Linked DNA regions of Mus musculus: region 2 is linked to region 1. Evidence: chromatin contacts called from public HiChIP or PLAC-seq data. All regions are on one chromosome and are shown on one strand. The core of a region is the stretch at or near the end of the contact, and the rest is flanking DNA. Distances in the headings are between cores, read along the strand shown. Region 1 overlaps Inpp5a (inositol polyphosphate-5-phosphatase A). Region 2 overlaps Inpp5a (inositol polyphosphate-5-phosphatase A).

Region 1 (3,269 bases), core at 56-2,555:
ATCATTCCAGTGTTACTCTCCCCCAGGTTCGGTACTGTGGAGACACGACCAATCCACCAATACCAGGTTTGGAATAGGAGATGACCAGAGCCCAAGTCATCTTTGCATACCCATGGTTGCTCCCCTGAGATAATGTAGTGACTGCTCGGTAGCACTCGCCTCCTGAATGCCAGATCCCCATGACTAGATGAGAATGTTGCATTCTCTTGTGGGCTGCTTTTTGCTGGGCAAGTGGTGCTCAACTCACCTCTGGCAGTAGTCGGACAAAAGTCTCAGAGGGAGGTGCATGTGCCCTGTGCCATAGGGAGGCTCATCAAATGACCACATGGAGGAACTCTGGAACACCACCACCCATACCCTTAGAGGACAGAGCCATGGGTTTGCTTCTCAGCAACCAAAGTCTGCCAGGCTCAGCCAAGATCTTGGACCCGCTTACCTGACCTAAGGATGAGGTATAGCCAGTTTGTCAGCCCTCGAAAACCAGGGTGTGCTCCTGTGTGTTCAGCCTGCTGCTGGCCCAAGACACAAGGATGGCTACCCTCGCTTCTGCCCCTCAGGACCTGTGTTCTGGGCTGTTGAATATAGAGGGTGTGGTTGAGACGTTGGCCCAGACTCTGGGAATGCATTAGGATGAGGAGCTGCGAAAGAAGCATCTTACAAAGAAGGACATAGATGTATCAGTGTGGAGTGTTGTTTCCTCAGCTCACCTTGCTAATGTACCTTCCCCCGACCCCCACACAAGGGTCTTTCTGTGCCAGATAGTTCAGTAAGGGTTGTGTGGAGCACAGCTGAGGCCCCAACATTTGTCTGTAGGCAGCTGCATCTGTCAGTCCTACTGGCCAGTCACCCTACCAGAGCTAGCTGGGTTCCTATGGTATCATTTTGTGTGCTTTGCTGGGTTCAGTAACTGACATCCCAGGTTGACATCACTGTGCAAGCTCTAGTACGAGCTAGGCAGTTGCCAAGGAGCCCTTAGTGGCCAGCACTGTCTTAGCTGGGTCCTTGCAGCTACTGAGCACGAGCCGTTCCTTAGCCCAAGTAGAGCCAAGGGAATTTAGTAACCCACGCAGAGCACAGCGCAGCGGAAGCCTGTGCTTTCAATTGGGCTCCAGAGCCAACAACATATAACATGTACCATGTTACATACTACATGGAAGGGAACAGACACTTAAGCCAACACACGAGGACATATAGGAAGCACCTGGCATTCAGGGAGCAAATATTGCATCAGGCAGCACAGGAAGGGGCTCCCATCACTGGCACATAGACTATCTGACCATGATTGACAGGGAGAAAGGAAGTCAGAGTTTTGCTATGCTTAGAGCATCAAAGAAGGAAGTAGAGTGTGACTAGGTAGTTGGTGGGGACAGCTGTAAGATTTGGGGGACAATGGGAGGACATTCATCTGTGGACAGGCTGGTTGTTACTAATTTAAAGACCTATCTGATCTAGCCTTAAATTCATATTAAAGTGAATTTATAGAGCAGTCTAGCAATAGTGACTGAACCCAGTTTGTTGTTATTTTTCTTGAATTCAGTCTTTTGCCTTTCACAAAAGAGATGCAAGGTCAGACCTAGGTGGGTAGAGACCAGGGGGAACTCCAGTGTCCTCATGGGATGTGGCAACCAGATGGAGTGTGGCCAGTCCTATAAATGAAGCTGTTTTAGTCCTTTTCCACATGGCCTCTGCTCCTCCATCCAGCTTACTCCATGCCCCTATGGACACACTTTTACCTTTCAGGCTGTGGTTTGAGAATCCAACCCAGAGACAAACACAATCTGTTTGAGGTATAGGATCAACTTCTTTAATGGAGTGTGTTGGAATAATGAGAGCGAGGTTCCTTCAGTGAGCCACCAGGGTGCAGTACTCTCACAAGCGACCAGGACTGGGCTTGTTAACATGGAAGTACTTTGTTTAGGTCTTTGACATCTTGTCCTGTGTCCAATGGCTTGCAAGCTATCAACTTGTAAATGATTCTCTTGCAAGCTGAAATTTAGATAACATTACCCTTTATAATAGCACCAAAGTATGAACTATTCAGAACTGTCTTAGGTCAGTGCTCTCTAAGACCTGCATCCTGAGAGCCATCACATGCAGCTTATACCAATTAGTGAGACCTGAGTATGTGGAGCTGTCCCAGGCTCGGGGAATGCTTAGTGGTATTGACGTGTCTGTTCTACCAAGATTGGCATGATGCTCCGGTGTGATTCTAATCAATGTTGGAGCAGAGGTTTTGTAGAAATCAGAAATCTGCATTTATGTTTTATATGGAAGTATAAAGGACCTACAGTGGCCTCAACAACATTGACAAAGGACAGTTGAGGGCTCATCTTGCCTGATCAAGACTTCCTATAAATCTGCAGTGGGCAAACCGATGGAGTGTAGGTATAAACCCGGAAAAACAGGCAGAGGGCTGGAAAGGACTCTGCAAATCCACTGGGTCAGGCTGGCCTCAGGCTTCTGAGGGCTGGGATTACAGGGACATACCACCTTTGATTTTGACGGAGGTGTCCAGGCTGTTGAGCCATAAGGGTATGCTCTGCATAAGGGAACAGTGGCCCTTAGCTGACCATTTGCTATGAATAAAGTCCAACTTTCACCAGAGACTATGGAAATTCATTTCTATGTGCTTACAAACCTGAGGGAGAAGTGATCGAAGCAAGTATTGGAAGGCAGTAATCCTCAAATGAAACCTTTGTTTTGATGCAAAAGTAAAGACAGCTCACAGCCTATGAGACAACTTTTGCAAAACCTCCGACTGGGAATTTTACCTGAAGTTCCTCGTGTAAATAACTGTTTCTGATCAATAGAAGTGGGGCTGTGGACCTGACCTCTGACACGGGCGGGGAATCTGAGCAGACTTGTCAGTAAGACACAGGTGTAGCAGGTGAGAGTAGAAGGTGCTCACCTGCTGCCCACAAGGCAGTGTCTTGTCCCTGAGTGTCCCTTCAAACCAATACCGTGGCTTCCAGTACCAAGTGCCTTCCCTGCAGTGTGCTGACAGTGTCCGGTTTACAATGATGAAACCTCCTCCCATCTGGACTCTGGGCTGCTTCTGGGGCCAGGCTCCAACTACAGGTGGACCCATAGGTCACAGAAGGTGCAAAGCCTAAAATGGAGCCTTGGGCTTCACACTTGCTCCTGTGTCTGGTACTAGAGGACTGCTTCTCAACTTCCCCAATGCTGTGACCCTTTAAGACAGTTCTTCACATCTTAGTGACCCCAACTAGAAAATTAGTTGTGTTGTTATTTCCTAACTGTAATGTTGC
Region 2 (3,322 bases), core at 542-3,041, 74 kb after region 1:
GAGGAAGGTATGACCTAAAGATCCAAATGCTTCAGCTGCCCTTTCTATGCTCACAAAATCCTGTGGACCTTAGTAGCCAAAGGTGGTATCTGCCTTCATCTGAGCAACACTTAACCTGGCACAAAACCAGCACTTCATTCTCCAAGGCTAAGTAAATCATGTTGGCTCAAATTCCATCTCTGCAGGGTCCCTGTCTATATGTGTTTCCAGAATTTGTACCCCTGCTGCTTCTAGAAGACTGGCCAGAGCCAGGGTAGAAGGCATAGCAGGCCTTGAACCCATAAAGGCAAGAAGACTCTACTCTGATGGCTTCTGTAGCCCAGACAGGTGTCATGTCAGGACTGTGGGCCTCAGGCCACCAGGTAGCCACCGGGCAATGGATGCCCAACCCACAGCTTTCTTGTGAGGATTCAAGAATTTGTCTGCCATTTTCTGTGACTGGGTTAGAATATCCTGGAAGGTAGATGACATTCATTCTCTCAAGCATTGAACCATCAAAGATAAGCTCACAACTCCAGTCTGCAGAGCATGGAGAAAAAAACCACTCGACTTTTGATCAAGAGTCTGAAAACAATAGCCAGAGGCACAGAAGACCCATGAAAAAGCCTGATAGTTGAGGACATACAGAGCCTCTAAAATTATAGTTGCTGAAATTAACGTATGCATGCCAAGGCTGAGTGAAGATGAAGTTTGCAAACTGGGGAATAGGAGGAGGCCTGACCCAGAAGCAGCACTGAAACTTAAGAGATGTAGCAGGCGATATGGGGCAGGGTGGGTGGACAGAGGGCCACGTCCCACTGGCTACCACCTGCCTGTGTTTACACCTGTCTACAGATCAGGAAGCAGTGAATCCTGAGCAGGAATAATTGAAAATTCAGACACCGAGTAAAACAGCATTGTTTCAAATAGGAAGAGGCAATCCTACACTAGCCTGAAGAAGTTGGCACATAACTCACGGGAGGCAGTAGGCCTCCAGAACCTCAGCAGGCAGAAGCAATTGGTCATTTTTGAAGAGAAGAGGTGCAGTTCCCCCTCAAGAGGACATTCAGAAGATCCCACAAGGTTGCATGTCCTCCTTACAAGTCCACGGTAAACATGGAGAAAAGATATTTAGGAGAGTGGGATGCTCTGCTCCGCCCACGCTTTCCTAAAACTGCAGTTAGCAGTTGCCTCTGGGCTTTGGCCCAGTGCACCTGTTTCTTGTGGTACTTTCTAACTTTGAGCTGCCTCAGGCTTCTACCTAGACCCGTGGGGGACACTGGCTCCTGACTCACACAGATGACAGCTCTAAACAAACACGTATCTTCCTCTTTTGTTCATCAAAGTAGTGCCAGACAGAAAGAAGCCAGTGTTGGAGCCACGCCAGCCAGGGTCTGAGGACCTCTGGCTTGAGTCTGTGAATATCCAGTATGCTGCTGCATGGCTCTGAGGTTATGACATTAAACAAGGGGACTGTCTGGAGTGATGGCTTACCCCTTTCTCCTCTCCCATAAACAGCGTCACCTCAGGGGGGATTTCAGCTGTCTTTGACTTGGTCCTTAACCAGTTCAAAGTCACTCTAGTTGATAGGAGTGGCGCCCAGCCTGGTGCTGATCTGATGAAGGCAGCTCTGAGAAGGCACACAGGCAGGAGACCCACACCAGTAGGCAGGAAGCAGGCTGGCACACAAGTAATTACAGTATACACATGCCGGTAATTGCACATTCAAGAATGATGGATGAGGAGGAAGGAAGAGATGAAGACACGGTGTGGTTTTAAGGGGAGCCCCAGTGCGATGCCACGGCTGCGCACAGCTGTGGGGTAGGACATGATTAATGGGTAGTATCCCACAGGGTGTTCATGGTGACTGGACAGTCATGGCTGGTGGGACCTCTCCTTCCAGCAGGCACAGTACTCTGATGGAAGCCTCCTGAGGGAGCCCGGCGTCTGCCACCTCCTGTGTTTGAGGAAGTGAATGTCACTCGAAGCAGTGTGCAGACTCGGCTGCAGTTTGTAGTGTGCTGAGTTGCTCTTGCTCGCTCTGAGGACCACTTTCAGCACTGGACATTTTCCCTCTCCATGGAAAGGACTGCCGGGCCCCACTCAGGGGATGTGTGCTTCTCGGGGAGTCTTCCCGTGACTCCTGTGAGCAGGGCCAGGCAGCTAAGCAACGTCCTTGCACTTCTCACAGCAGAGGCGGCTGGGTGGTAAAGACAGGCTGGTGACCTGAGTCTTGGTGGCAATGGATCCTGGTCTCTGAGTAGGGTTAGATCACACTGGATGTTTGTCATACTGTTTTTTAGGAATTTGCACACAACCCAGGTACACCCAGACCCCATCTTCTAGTGAGGAAAACAAGTGATTCTGTTCTCTTCTTTCTTTTTCTTTAGCTCTTGGAATTTGACAAGGAGTTGTCTGTCTTTAAGGACAGACTGTATGAACTGGACATCTCATTCCCCCCCAGGTAAGGGGCCCTGTACCTGCTGAAGCAGGCAGCCTTCTCAGCGACCTCCTCAGGTGTGCCTGTGTGTCAGTGCTGGTGTGTGCATCCGCATGCATGTGTGTACATGTGTATCTAAGAACATGAGTATGTGCACACATGTATGCGCCCTGTGTACATAAGCACCTGTGTATGTCACCATGGCATGTTTGCATGCCTGTGTGCATATGTGTACTTGTATTCTGTGCATCTGTCTCCATGTGTGCACCCATGTGTATGAATTATTTTCTCCCCGTACCATTTCCATGGCCTGAAGAAAGGAATTAGCTATGAGTAATAAATGATTCTATGTTTTAAAGACCTCTTTCCAATGTGAAAACAAAACAAACCAGTCTTCAGAGTCCCCGTCACGTGGCTTCCCGGGAGAGCTCTGAAGCGTTGCCCTTTGGTGCTCCAGGAACCTTGATATCCGCAACAACAGCCCTGGTTCCCTTCAGACTTCCAGGCCTTGGTGTCCTGGGGTGGAAGGGAAGGCCAAAGGCCTAACAGAAAGCAATGTGTGGTGTGTAGTGGACCAAACTTCCAGATTTACCCACCATCCTCTGCAGCTATGCTTTGCCTCTTGGCCTTTGCATCCTCCTCCTAGCAGTGTACAGAAGGAGGCTCCTAAGGATACGGGATTGTTGCAGGCATAAGCTTCAGTGGCTGTGGATGCTCCTCTCTCCAGCCCTGTGGCTATGTCAGATCCCAAGTCTTATGACCTAAAGTGCTGAGGGGACTTTGCAACCAACTGAGCTATTCTGTTGACTTGGTCATGCTGCCGGTGCCCGTTTCACACCTGTCTGGTAGGAAATACCAGGGATTTTATCCTCTCTGCTAGTGCCACCCCATCTCTGTGCCAAC

Evidence for each region. HiChIP or PLAC-seq counts read pairs in DNA pulled down with a chosen protein or histone mark.
Region 2: an H3K27ac HiChIP or PLAC-seq map of the HPC-7 cell line shows a contact between it and region 1, with 5 times the contacts expected there. The contact joins two enhancer-like sites. A contact is called at or near these places in 1 of 15 datasets of contacts at CTCF or cohesin (stem cell-derived epiblast-like cells), 19 of 484 Hi-C or Micro-C datasets (the HPC-7 cell line, adipose-derived mesenchymal stem cells, cumulus cells and 8 more), 6 of 115 datasets of contacts at active chromatin or transcription factors (the HPC-7 cell line, bone marrow-derived dendritic cells, cardiomyocytes and 1 more) and 2 of 9 other capture datasets (adipose tissue and embryonic stem cells).

Annotation. Positions count from the first base shown.
Region 1 is chr7:139,491,291-139,494,559 of GRCm38.p6, forward strand. The region is part of intron 4 of Inpp5a (inositol polyphosphate-5-phosphatase A); the gene reads left to right. Among named protein-coding and RNA genes, the nearest start is that of Gm33031, 90 kb to the right of the region's middle. Within about 2 kb of position 1,306, at least 7 of the 459 cell types and tissues checked have an H3K27ac peak or open chromatin away from gene starts, as enhancers often do. A contact at or near this core is called in the HPC-7 cell line, where this site is marked.
Region 2 is chr7:139,564,995-139,568,316 of GRCm38.p6, forward strand. Inpp5a (inositol polyphosphate-5-phosphatase A) reads left to right here. Exons shown (of 16, transcript NM_001127363.1): 12 at 2,370-2,443. Among named protein-coding and RNA genes, the nearest start is that of Gm33031, 16 kb to the right of the region's middle. Within about 2 kb of position 1,792, at least 25 of the 459 cell types and tissues checked have an H3K27ac peak or open chromatin away from gene starts, as enhancers often do. A contact at or near this core is called in the HPC-7 cell line, where this site is marked.